Regions from separate parts of the Mus musculus genome. Here regions 2 and 3 are each linked to region 1. Evidence: chromatin contacts called from public HiChIP or PLAC-seq data. All regions are on one chromosome and are shown on one strand. The core of a region is the stretch at or near the end of the contact, and the rest is flanking DNA. Distances in the headings are between cores, read along the strand shown. Region 1 has its middle 13 kb from the start of Itpripl2. Region 2 overlaps Iqck (IQ motif containing K). Region 3 overlaps Vps35l (VPS35 endosomal protein sorting factor like).

Region 1 (4,323 bases), core at 708-3,207:
CACTCATGTAGCAGGCAGGCCCTGGTTTGATCTCCTGAACTACAAGTTAATTAGTTTAAAAAAAGGTTGAATCTGACTAGTGTTTAAGTAGGTGCTCTGTTTCCATAACAAAATATTTGAGATGGATACTTTATAAAGAATATCAGGGGACCGGGGAGATGGCTCGGTAGGTAAAAATGCTTCTGAGCAAGCAATGAGGGCCCCAGTTCAGATGCAGTGAAAAGCTGGGCACATAGTGTAATCTCAGCACTGGAAATGGAGAGCAGGCAGCTTTCTAAAGGTCCTTGGCCCAGCAGACTAGCTGAGTAGAACTAGAGCCATAGGGTAACCTACACACGCATACACAGAGGGTTTGGGGAGAGGGAGAGAAACAGAGACAGGGAAAGACAGAGACAAAGAGAGATGTATGCACACAGATATATTTTACACATATACAAACACATACAGATATGCATACACATACAAGTACACACACATACAGAAAGTACACAGATATACAAACACACACACAGAGATATACACACACAGATATACAAACACATACAAGTACATACACATAGAGAAGATACACAGATATACATACACATACAAGTATACACACATATAAGTACCTACACATACAGAAAGTACACAGATAGATACATATACACACACATTGCTACATACTTTTGCACACACATACCCAATACATCACCACTGAATAGGCACCTATAGCCCATTCATTCCGGAGACACTGTGGAGCACCACTGTGCTGCGACTTTCCACAAAGGCTGGTCAACAGGCACCACTAACTCAGAGGCTTCTCGGCCACCCAGGAACACAGGCTGAGCTCATCTGTGATTGGCAGTTTCCTCCACATGAGGGAAGTGAACAGAGGTGCCCTGGCTTCAGATCTTATGTCATGGATAGCTATACTGCCTGGCCCAGCTTGGTCAACATGCAGAATCATGAGAGAAGCCACAATGGTGGTGGTGGTGGTGGTGGTGGTGGTGGTGGTGGTGGTGGTGTGTGTGTTTGGAGAGAGTGCATCTGAGGTCTGCCTGGGGGTCTGCCTATTCCCACCTTCCCAGAGCTGGAGTTATGAGCATGCACTGCCATTCATTGGGGCTACAGGCACTACCACACCCTGGTCTTACATGGCTCCTCAAGCCCCTTTGGCAGGCATTTTACTGACTTTGGCATCTCCCAGCCCTTACAGTGGGGCGTGAGCAGCTACATTTTAAGGTGTTTTGTTACAAGCCTATAAGTAGCAGGCACCTCACAGAACACTAGGAGGAGGAGCAAGAACCAGGCTTACTTTTCCTGTTGAGAGGCAAATAATAAATACTTTAGGTTTTGAAAATCATAGATAATAAGGTCACTTTCGGCACATTTAGTACCAAAAGCACTCACAGATGAGATGTTAGGGAATGAGTGTTTGAATAAACCTTTATTGACAGTGGCTGGCAGGCTAAGGTTTATTCTATCTAAACAGTTGTTGAATATGTGTGACATGCATGCATACACATGAGCCTGTGCGATACATCTCCATGAGAAACATATATCTGATTAGGTGTCAGTATGTCCCTGTTGGGTTCTGTAAGGAAAAGCAATGAGCTTAACCCAGGCAACATTTCAACATAGTGATCCAAGGACTTCCTGCTTCTGTAGCAAGGAGAAAAGGAGGCATCAGAGGAAGCCAAGAGAAGAGACAGCTGCTGTGTCCTTCTTGTTTGTCTCTGGATTAAGTCTGGAGGGGAAGAAGGCCAGTGGCTGGGCTACTGTAGGGCCAGCCGCCCACGCTTTCCCCCATCTGCTAAAAGAGAAATGAAATCACCCTGGGGCCAGGGGTGGGGAGAAGAAGCTGTAAAAATGAAAAGGAACCAGGGAGCTTTTAAAGAGAGACTGGGAGAGGGCTGTATGCCCCTCCTGCAGGGCGATTGTGGACACTGGACTGCAAGTTTCATTTTGATCCTCCCCCTGGGACTCTCATAGGGTAACTTCCTGCTTGAGTCATTTCTCTGGATGAGTTTAAAGAACTAGGAACACAGGAGCTACTGAGAGTTGGCTTTTTTTTTTTTAAGCGAGCCTGAGGATGTGGGTTCAAAACCTGACGTGTACTTCCTTGGGGCCTATGACTTCATTCTGCTGAGCCAAGAGCTCCTTATTGGTAAAGTGGGGTGGCTCCTAGAGCCACCTCCTGGGACAGTAGCAGTAGTGAGAACTGTGGATGTCAAATGTTTGACGCAGAGCTTTGCGCTTATGAAGCATTCCCAAGGCTGCTCCCTGAGACAGACCTTCAGTGTTCTTCTGGGATTCCAGACTTTTGAGATGTCATCCCCGACACCTCTGGGCTATGCTAGGTTCATTTATGATGTCATAGAAACCTGTTCCTTTGCCTCAAAGCATGCACCTTTATTGGCCCCGTGTCTGATAACAATCTTTCTAGCCAGCCGTGCGTAAGCTGCAGACACGGGAGGTTCTGTCTGCTAACCATTCCATCCTGTCCTCTGCACAGGGCTAATATATTTATTTGATATATTGATATTTGAGATTTACTTCTCAGCTTCCAAAGAGATCCTCTAAAGCAGCGGTTCCCAGCCTTCCTTGTGCTGTGACCCTTTAATACAGATCCTTGTGTTGTGGTGACCCCAACCATAAAATTATTTTTGCTACTACTTCATAACTGTAAATTTGCACTGTTATGAGTCATAATATAAATATTTGTTCCTCCCCCCCCCCCAGTGACCTTAGGCTACCCCTGTGAAAGGGAAGGATTGTTCGATCCATAAAGGGATTGTGACCCCCAGGTTGAGAACTGCTGGGCCAATGCAACATCCTGAGCCATCAGTTAGGTTAGGTTAGGCTAAGTTAGGCTGTGCTGTAGGGACAAGAAACCCCAATGTTTAGCTTCAGAAGCCTGACATCACAAAGGCCGACTTCTCGGCCATCTAAATATAATTCCTGTGACTTACAGGCAGTGATTATGTGTCAGTGACTCAGTTGCAATTTAAGATGCTGTTGTTGTAACTGGTCACTGTTATTGTCCCTGCAGGGCCAAGCATATGTCTCTTCTGCTCCCTGCCCATTGCATATAATTGGTTACTTGGCCCTGTGCACCTACAGGGGACTTTGAAGTAGAGGATTACTCATAGCTAGCAAGCGTGTGGAAGCGCCTCTGCTTTAGAGAGTTCAGACTCTGAGGGCAGTTTCAAGTATCTGTGAATATGCAGAGGAAGTCCCAATGCTCTCTGAAGACTTGGAAAAAACAGATCACTACTAACTAGCTGGCTTCTGAAAACCAGGTCAAATAGCACCTCGGCAGCCTTGAGTGATCAGTTCTAAGACCCACGCCAAGACCCACGCCAAGACCCACCCAAACTGCGGATGCCCACGTCTTCTGCATTCAATGGCAAGAAAAACAACAACAACTGAATGGACACTGTGACTATGCCTGTAATCCTAGCATTTGGGACACCCAGTTCTAGGTGAGCCAGAGCTACAGAGTGAGGTCCTTTCTCTCCCAAACTATGAACGTCTCCCATGTTCTTTATATCCATGTGTTCCACAGCATACATGTAGAGGTCAGAGATCAATGTTCAGAAAGCAGCCCTTTCTGGGTTGCCAGGGTCAGCTTGGCTTGGCAGTCTAAGCACCTTTATCAGGGGAGCCATCTTGCCAACCTCAGATATAATTTTCTAAGTGTATTACTATTGTATGTGTGCATGTATGTATACATGTGGGTATGAGCATGCCACAAGTGTGTAGGTGAAGATCAGAGGGCAACTTTTAAGAGCCGGTTCTCAGCAGGCTTTCTGGGCAAGAGTTTTACTTGCTGAGCTGTCTTGCTGGCCTCCAGACTTAGTTTTTGTTTTTTTCCCTGAATCTTGGCTCTGTGGATGGTTGAAGTCACAGCTGTGCAAGTCATAGATATGGAAAATTAACGGTATTTATCAGGAAAAGCATGGGACTCACACAGCCTTTGCCCATGTGACATCTGAGACATGTGAGGCAGTGTCTTCAGTCTGCAGTTTCTTGCCCTTGAGATTCAGAAGGCGGCGGCTCATCCCCAGAGCCTTAGCCGTTGTCTCCACGGCAGGAATGTTTTGATGCTTTCATTTTGATAAGGTATCGAGGGCCACTCATTAGAGGCCTAGCTCCTGATTTGAAGTGACTAATGATTAAATAAGCCATGAAGATAAACATCTTTCAAGAGATTAGGTCCTTAAAAGCTTCTGGTTGGGTCTGGAAGGCAAAGGGATTTCTGGGTTTTTCCCCCTGGCTTCAGTGAAAGGTGACTCAATGGACTTGAATTTCCTCTTCAGGGCCAGCTCAGAGTCACTG
Region 2 (4,323 bases), core at 1,292-3,791, 450 kb after region 1:
TATATCTCAAAATTATTTTAACTTTTTAGCTGTTGGTGGCAGTGCTAAGCCTTAATTTCAACTCTCAAGAGTCTGAGGCAGGAGTATCAGGAGATAGACTCTAGCCTGGGCTACTACAGAATAAGAACCTGTCTCAAGACAAACAACAAGCTAACAATAAAGACCTTTCAGCTTTCAGACATGCCTAGCTTACGGCCTAAGGGCCGTGTGTACCCAGAGAGCTGTGAATACAGCCTAAGGGCCGTGTGTACCCAGAGAGCTGTGAATACAGCCTAAGGGCCGTGTGTACCCAGAAAGCTGTGAATGCAGCCTAAGGGCCGTGTGTACCCAGAGCGCTGTGAATGCAGCCTGAGGGCCCTGTGTACCCAGAGAGCTGTGAATGCAGGACCATCACATTTATAAACCTCAGTGTCACTTTCTGATGTCAAAAAAGTTGAATAACCCTATATGGAGATGGCGGAAGATTGTACTGGGTCTGACTGGGAAGCTTGGCAAGCAGAGAGCAGAGGTGAGATGCCTGCCATCCTGCTTGGCATCCCAGTAGCTGCCCTTCTCCACTCCTCTGGAGCACTTGTCTGTAAAGGTAAAAAGTGCACGGGTCACTTTCACTGCTGTGGTTGAGTCTCTTTGGTGATAGCAACCCATGAGAATACTTGGTGGTTTGAATCTGTAGACTTGGCCTAGGGAGATGACTCAGTGGGTAAGAGCATCCTTCTAAAAGGTCCAGGAGAGAATCAGCTGCACAGAATTGCCCTCTGACCTCCACAGTGCACTGCAGTGCATGCATACACACGCGCTGTACTGTAACAACAAGAAAACAATAGTAATGTTAAAGAAGAAGTCCATAGTGCTTGACTGTTTCTCAGGAGTCTGTGTGTGAGCTGGGTGGCTACTGTGCTGGCTCCCTGTGTGCCCAGATTAGCAGGTGACTACGTACAGAGGGGAGGGCCAAGCTGCTCTTTTTCACATGTCTGGCAGGTGGCACTGGTGGTTGGCATTTCTTTTCCATGTGGCTTTTCAACATGGTGTAAGTTGAAAGAAGAGCCTCCTTAAATGTAGAAATAACATGAGGAGGCAAATCTAGAAGCTTCAAGCTTTCTTCAGCCTTAGATTATGGAGTTCTCTTAGCAGTACTTCTGCTCCCTTCTATTGGTCAGAGCAAATCATGAGGTTGGCCAGATTCACTGACAGGGGATAGACTCCCATATGTGTGTGGGGGGGGGGGGCACAGAGGTGGGGTTCCTGTAGCCAAGGATAGCCTCTGAACTTGCTACGTAGCCAAGGATGGGTTTAAACTTCTTGACCTTCCTGTCTCTACCTTCTGAGTTTGGATTACAGTATGGCAACACTCCTGGCTTATGCGGAGCTGGGGATCAAACCCAGGAATGCAGCACTTTATTTGTGCTAATCAGGCATTCTACCAGCTGAGCTGCAGCTCCAGCTCTGCATCCATCAGTTAAACTTTGAGTGACAGTGGGTTTTTCTAGACAAGAATGCACGTGACTCACCAAGGGCACAGTGTGGTGGCTCCCCACCCCGTCCCCAGAGCCTCACACATGCTGGGCAAGTGGTCTCTCCCGAGCTCTGGCTCTTGATATTTACTTACGTATTTGGAGACAGCTCAGGCTGTCCTCAAACCCACAACCCTCTGCCTCAGCTTCCCGAGTGCTTGTGTTATATATATACACCCACATCACTGCACGCGGTTCTCTGTCTTTAACCTGCATCAGGGCCCTTCCCCCAGAGTCGGGAGGGCTGAGTGGGTCCTGAGAACTTGCATTTCAAACAGGTCCTTGGGCACTAGGAGTGCTGGCAACCTGGGGAACACTCTTTGAGAACCCTGACAGAGGAATCTCTGGCTTTCAAACCTGACCGTACATTAGAACAACCCTGAAGCTGCTGCTTCAGTCAGGAGTAGAATGGCAACACCAGAGCAGGTTTTCATAGTTGCCTGGGGTTCAAATTCTGGGCTATAATACATACCAATTTCGGGGCACTATTTGCTTGACTGAGGCTCAATTTCCTCTTTGAAAAGGGTGGAAATACTGCCCACCTCAGAGATTTCTTCTGAGAATTAATAGTGTGCACATAACTCCTAAAAGAGTGCTCACAGGTCTTGTGTTAGCAAATGTCAGCTAAGTGGGGACGGGAGGGAAGGGCTCAGAACGGGCTGGCTGACAGGGTCCTTGGCAGAGCACACGGTGACGTAATTTACCCTGTAACTCACTGAGAGGTTCATCAAATACCTTAAATGCCTACGCAATCAGATTCATTCCTAATCATGAGTCTCAGTTATCAGGAGAAGCAGGATGAACTCCATCTGAACTGCCATCACTGAAATGTGGGGGAAATTCCATTTCTTTCATGTATGTGCTGTGACCTGCCCCCACCCGGCGGGGGGGGGGGGGCGCGGGGGGACGACTTCGGTACAAAACTAGGTGTGGCTTCCTGGGAGAAGGCCTTCTCAGATCCGGGCATTGCAGAGACTACCTCAGGAAAGGCAGCTGGTGCTGGTGACTCACCCAGATCCTGCTTTCCTGACCACGGGCTAACAGCCCCAGAGTGTTCCCTTGACTCACACTGGAAGGCTTTGCAGTAATCAGCATGGTGTTTGTGTAGGAACTGAAACAGCCAAGCGGTACAGATGTCCTCCGCAGGGCTTGGAGCAGTAGGCTCATTCCTAGCATTCTCCCTCGGGGAAGCAGGGTGGCCCAGGCTTCAGCTCCCTGGAATCACTTGGAGTCCTGCGGGTCTTGTTCTACCTCACTGGTGTGCATTAGAACTCCCAGGTTGGGGGGGGGGGGTCTATTTCAACAGAACCCCAGTGACATCAGGGTCATTTGTTGAGCTTAAACTTTGAGAGACAGTGAGTTTTTCTAGACAGGCATTCACGTGATTCACCAAGGGCACAGTGTCAGATGAATAGTGTGAGAGAGCTGGAAGGGGCAGCAGGAGAAGCTGGGGGCTGGAGCTGTAATGCCTACATAGGGGTCAAGGCAGAGGTTGGCAAACCATACCTGAAGGACAGTATCCAGCCACTGTCCATTCCTTGGGTTCTATTCTTTATTAAATATTTTTTGTAGCATTTGAGATTGAACCTATGGCCACATACATGTGAAACAAGGCTCCACCCTCGAGCAACAGCTCCAGGACTCCTTTTACCTTCTTATTTTGTGTCAAAGTCTCACTAAGTTGTTCACGCTGGCTTTGAACTTGTGACCCTCTTGCTTTAGTTTAGTTATTGGAATTATAGGCCTGTCCCATTCAACCTGGCTACAAAAGTTCTTTTTCCTTTTTCTTTTCTTCATATGTGTATGTGTGCATCTCTCCCTCCCTCTCCCTCTCCCTCTCCCTCCCCCTCTCCCTTCTCCTCCCCCCATCTCTCTCTCTCTCTCTCTCTCTCTCTCTCTCTCTCTCTCTCTGTTCCAAATAAAATTTTACTGGAACGTAGCCACACCTATTTAGCATATTGTCTGCAGCTGCTTTTGTGTTCTATGGCAGCATGGTATTGGTTTGAAAGAGACTCCATGGCCCACAAAAGCAACAATATTTACTATCTTGTTTATCCCAATCAAAAAAAGTTTGCTAGTTATAGACATGACCTCAGATGTGGACAAGCTTAGAGCTGGAACTAAGACATAAAAAGTCATAAACTCCTAATTTTAAAACTGAACCTCCAAAGAAGAAGGGAGTCAACAACCAGCACCAAGCAGAGCATTCGGGCCCTCAAGCATAGCAATTTGAGTTTGTGAAGTAAGTGTGTTTACAGTGATTATATAGATTTACTAGGACAAAATATAGACCACGCTGGAAGAACAAGACAGTATGAAAAACAGGGGAAATTTAGATTTGAAAAAGAACTAAGTGTGCTGATCGTAGAGGAAAGTACTCACGTGAATGGACAAGGATGACTCTGGAGGGATGCTTGCCTGGCCTGCTTGAGGCCAGAGTTCCAACCCCAGCACTGCACACACAAGGGAGAAAAAATATTTAAAAGAAAAGTGCATAAACACAAAAGCCAGAACACAAATAGGCAGTGCCCCTTGAGTTTCAGTGAACATCAGCAGTAACAGGGAGTCTGTGAAAGGCCGGCTTCCTGGACCCACCCTCTGCTGTGTGCTGACCACAGGCTTGGCTGGGTAAGGAGGTTGCTGATCCCGTGGGTCACATCTCTGATGTGTGCTAACCAACAGATAGACACAGCTGAAGGAGAAGTTAGCGAGAACCAGGTCTGTGAGAGAGGGTGAAGCTGAGGGCTAGGAGGAGGAAGAGCCGCTGAGGAACGACGAGATGAGATGGCCAGGTGTCAGTGTCCTAGCGATT
Region 3 (4,323 bases), core at 944-3,443, 350 kb after region 1:
GTGGGTACAGGACATCCATACTCAAGCCCTTGTTCTCATTCAGCAGATGCGTCATGGGTTCAGTTGTCTCCTCAGTCCATTTCTTCAGACTGACCATAAAAGGCCCCCCCTCTGTTTTAGTTCTTCAGTCTGAGCCTGGTTAGCATCTAGTGTTTCCTGGTTGCTCTAGTCAATAGCAGCTCCTTATCCATGGTGGTTTGCAGAACCTTCTGCTGGGCTTCCTGACTAAACTGAACCCTCAGGTTGTCTGATCCCCAGTAGGCTAAGGAAGGCTCTAGCCTTGAACTTTTTGCAACGCTTATCCCTACTCTTGTCTTGCAGCTGATGCTTTCTTCAAAGCCGCCATCGGCCTCGTTCCCGAAGTCCCAAAGACGATAAGCATCGATGGGAAGCTGCGGCCGTCGGAGCCCTTCCTACTGGAATTCCTGTGCAATTTCTTCTCTACCTTATTGATTGTGCCGGTATGTTCACAGGAGCAACAGGTGGTTTTCACTCACCATGCCTCTGCCTCCTGAGTACACTCAGCCCTTAGTATTTTATCTTACGTATGTGTTTGTCAGCATGTATCTGTGTCCTGCATGTGCCTGGTGTCTACAGAGGCCAGAAGAAGGTATCATATACTCTGGGACTGGAATCACAGACAGTTATGAACCACCTTATAGGGCTGGGAACTGAACTTGGGTCCATCTGTAAGAGCAGCCAGTGCTCTTAACTGCCAAGCCATCTCTTGGTTATTTCCAACCAGGCGTGTCTTTTAGCTGATTCAAGGTCTGATAAGTTGACAACCAAGATTAACCAATGATGTAACCCTTACATCATCTAAATGGAACCATGGTTTCAGCTTATGTATCTGGGTTGGGGGAGGTACTACTATTCAGTGCTCTGTACTCTACACTGCCAAGGCTAGGGTGTAGTGACCTTGGACCATGATGGTGACAGTGGGCACCAGCTCTTTCTCCCCTTGGCTCTGCAGGTTTGGGGGTTACTTATGTGTGTGTCCTGTCCACAAAATGAGGGTGATCTTGTGCCAGCTCCCAGTGTTCTGATGAGGACTGGGTAAGGGCACAGAGTATAGCCACCCAGGGAAGCTCTTAGGTGGCAGGATTCTTTGGAACCGGAAACAGTAGACATTGGCTCTTTGTGGTTGTGAGAGATGAGCAGTCATCCCTGGGGCCCTTTTGGGGCTAGGGGAGTCCTGTAGTAGGATTCCTGGAGGCTTCCCATAGCAGGGGTTCTCAGCCTGGTCTTGGACCTGCTTCCTGACAGCAGTTTGGATGAAGAAACGAAATGGCATCTCTGTTTTCCCAAGTGTCTGGGTCCGTTTACCTTTCACCTGATTGTGAGCTGCACACAGAGAGCCTCGGTGGTCACGGCAGCGGTTGGGGCTTTGTCACAGAGAGACGTGAACAGGCATTCTGTTACTCCGGTTCTGGTGCAGAGGCTGTTTCTTCTTCTTTTCTTTGTTGTTCCCGACCACCTGCCCCTTCTCCTCATCTCCTTCTTCTTTCCCCTCCCTTCCCATTTGTCTCATCCCATGTTTTGTGAGCAGTCTTTTGGTTTTTTGGTTTATTTTGTTTTTACTTTTGAGAGTCTCACTGTGTAAGTGAGGCCATCTGAAACTCAAGATTCTCTTACTGCAGTCCTCCCATGCCGCATGCTGCCTTCATGCAGTCCTCCCATGCGACATGCTGCCTTCCTGCAGTCCTCCCATGTGGCATGCTACTTTTTCTTCACCAACACACGCAGCACCTGCCTTGCTTGCTTCTGAAAGAGTTCAGGCTGCTGCTCTTCTCCCTTCCTTAGAAAGCACCATGGTAACTCTCCCCACAGAGCGTCCTTAGGTTTTCACAAAAGCATTGGGAAAGTAGCCGCAGAATTGCATTGCTATGACCATGTTCCCTTGAAGCCTCGGGTGTCTTCTTTGCTGATTTACAAATAACAGCCCCAGGAATCTATAGGCTTCACCTGGCAAAATTGAAACCAAAAACTGCAAAGCAAATATCAAAACAATACCCCAGAAACCCTTCCTTGAGACGGCTGTGCATCGGGGTTGCCCTGTTAAATGCACACTCCTGGAGTTCACCCTTGAATGTCTCTCTCAGGAGGTTAAAACTGGCCCATTGGAGGGCACTGCCCTCAGTGGTTCAGGAGGGGCCACTCCCAGGACTAGACCGGGAGATGTGTCATGCCAAGTTTGGGCTGTGCAATGACTCAGCACTTGCTGGGTCCCAGGTTTCTTTAGGGGTGATGAAATACTCTTCAGTCGATTGTGGCGACAGCCACACAACTCTGGATGCAGGAACAGACATTGAATTGTGTGCCCTGAATGGGCGTATTGTTCCCTGTGCGGATTATGTATCTCCATCAAGCTGAGAAAACAAAAAATGACTCAGCAGTGGGCTCTCTCTGTTCAGATTCCAAGTTCTCAGAGGGGAACCAGGAGGCCCAGCCACAGACCTGCTCTGGGGGAGGCTTTGATTGTCCTTTGTGGCAGGCAGCATCCTGGTGAGGGGTCAGGTGGCAGAGCTGCAGGGGCTCCCAGAGTCCCTTCCCTGGACACCTGCTCACCGTGCTCTGCGGTCAGTGCCTCCTGTCTGTCTGACCTGGTTATTTGTCCTATACGTAGAGCCGAGGACAAGCCCAAGTTTCTAATGAAGCACTTGATGTTGATCGTGTGGTGATTTGTCGAGGTGCCTTACCGCCTGCACACGAGCTTCCCACGTGCTGCAAGCAGCCAGGGTCTCTCTGAAGGCCTTCTCCTCAGAGTCTCAAACTTGGGTCAAGCTCTGGGGCCTTGGAGATGGTTTTGTAATTCCTCCAAGTCTTACCTGTCATCTTACAAAAGCATGGAAATGCCTACCTCGCAGGACTGCCGCCTTGCGGGTTTCATACTTAAGAACGAAAGCATGCTGTAAGCCAGAGCCTCCCTCCCTGGGGTTACACGCTGGTGACCAGAGGGCAGAACCCAGCCAGCTGCCACACTTGCTTCCTCCGGGACGATGGAAAGCGCTTGGAGTTTTCCACAAAAAAAAAAAAAAAAAAAAGCTGAAGCAAATACAGGTTTGTGGCTTCCCTTGAGGACTCAGCTCCTGCCATTCACACTGGTGTTCTACAGTCTGTTCAGATAGCTAGGGCTGGGAGCAGCTGCCCCAAGCATGCAGGGTGTGCATCCTCCATTCCAGATGCCAACCTGGCACAGAGGCATTGAGAAAGCACCTTTTGCCATGAGTAGGACTTTGTTGCTTTTCCTGGTGTCAAAGACTGCACTTTGGTGAGATCCAGGCAATGAAGATCAACTGCCATCTGAGGACTGAGGGTACATGTGGAGGTCAGAGGTCAACATCAGTATCTTCCTTGTTTTTCTTCCTTGTTGTCTCAGTTCTTGAGACAAGGTCTCTCAATGAGGCTGGAGTTCACCGGTTAGGAGAAAACGGTTGGCCAGCAAGCCCAGGGATCTATCTCTCATCCCCAGCACTGTACAGGGAGAGGTACGCATTGCTCACGGCTTTTCTGTAGATGTTGGTGATGTAACTCAGGGCCTCGTGCTTGTATAACAAACACCTTACCTACTCAGCTATCTCCCCATTTTGGTCCCAGGAGCATGCATTTATTTGGTGCTGTGCCAAAGCCCTTCATGGGCACTTACATAGCCTCTGAGAATCCTCCCTGAGCTTTGTAAGGTAGAAATTAGTGAATCTGTTTCTCTTATAGAGATACCTAGACCTGAAAAGGTTGCGCCTGGGGCTGTAGAGGTCGTTGGCAGCAGAGCAGGATTTGTCTCCTCCAGGGTCCTTCACACGTGATGTGAGCCCAGAGAGTCTGCCGTGCTCTGTTCACTCAGGACCATCAGGGCTTAGCAGCTCTTCATCCCTCCTCAGGAGAGGTAGCATTAGGACAAAGGCACCTCTCACCTGCTAGTTTACATTCTGTTTTCAGTGGCCAGCATCCAACCTCTGTCTAATATATTGAATAGAAAGTTCCAGAAATGTATATGTTTTCAACTCTGTGCCGTTCTGCATAGTGTGATGACATGTCACCCCATCTGGGATGAGAGTCTTTGTGCAATGGATCCGCCCTGTGTGTGCTGCCTGCTTTTATCACCCTCTGATCACCTGTCTGTCAGTGAGTGCACACTGCTTTTACCTCAGTGCCCAAAGCACAGGAATAGTGATGCTATTCTACCTTTTAAATGTGTGTGTGTGTGTGTGTGTGTGTGTGTGTGTGTGTGTGTGAGAGAGAGAGAGAGAGAGAGAGAGAGAGAGATCAGATGAGCCACAGTACCAGGGTTGGATTTTGCATGAAAAAGCTCCCCCTCCCTTGTCC

What was found. HiChIP or PLAC-seq counts read pairs in DNA pulled down with a chosen protein or histone mark.
Region 2: a FOXA1 HiChIP or PLAC-seq map of pancreatic cancer cells shows a contact between it and region 1. The contact joins two enhancer-like sites. A contact is called at or near these places in 1 of 484 Hi-C or Micro-C datasets (adipose-derived mesenchymal stem cells), 1 of 115 datasets of contacts at active chromatin or transcription factors (pancreatic cancer cells) and 1 of 9 other capture datasets (pancreatic islet).
Region 3: a contact with region 1 is called in a FOXA1 HiChIP or PLAC-seq map of pancreatic cancer cells. The contact joins two enhancer-like sites. A contact is called at or near these places in 1 of 39 promoter capture datasets (neural stem cells), 1 of 115 datasets of contacts at active chromatin or transcription factors (pancreatic cancer cells) and 1 of 9 other capture datasets (adipose tissue).

Annotation. Positions count from the first base shown.
Region 1 is chr7:118,477,309-118,481,631 of GRCm38.p6, forward strand. No RefSeq gene overlaps it. Among named protein-coding and RNA genes, the nearest start is that of Itpripl2, 13 kb to the right of the region's middle. Within about 2 kb of position 1,958, at least 101 of the 459 cell types and tissues checked have an H3K27ac peak or open chromatin away from gene starts, as enhancers often do. A contact at or near this core is called in neural stem cells and pancreatic cancer cells, where this site is marked.
Region 2 is chr7:118,927,585-118,931,907 of GRCm38.p6, forward strand. The region is part of intron 7 of Iqck (IQ motif containing K); the gene reads left to right. Among named protein-coding and RNA genes, the nearest start is that of Gm39076, 55 kb to the right of the region's middle. Within about 2 kb of position 2,542, at least 188 of the 459 cell types and tissues checked have an H3K27ac peak or open chromatin away from gene starts, as enhancers often do. A contact at or near this core is called in pancreatic cancer cells, where this site is marked.
Region 3 is chr7:118,825,863-118,830,185 of GRCm38.p6, forward strand. It overlaps Vps35l (VPS35 endosomal protein sorting factor like), which reads left to right. Exons shown (of 31, transcript NM_027815.4): 27 at 322-461. Among named protein-coding and RNA genes, the nearest start is that of Gm26147, 4.5 kb to the right of the region's middle. Within about 2 kb of position 2,194, at least 87 of the 459 cell types and tissues checked have an H3K27ac peak or open chromatin away from gene starts, as enhancers often do. A contact at or near this core is called in neural stem cells and pancreatic cancer cells, where this site is marked.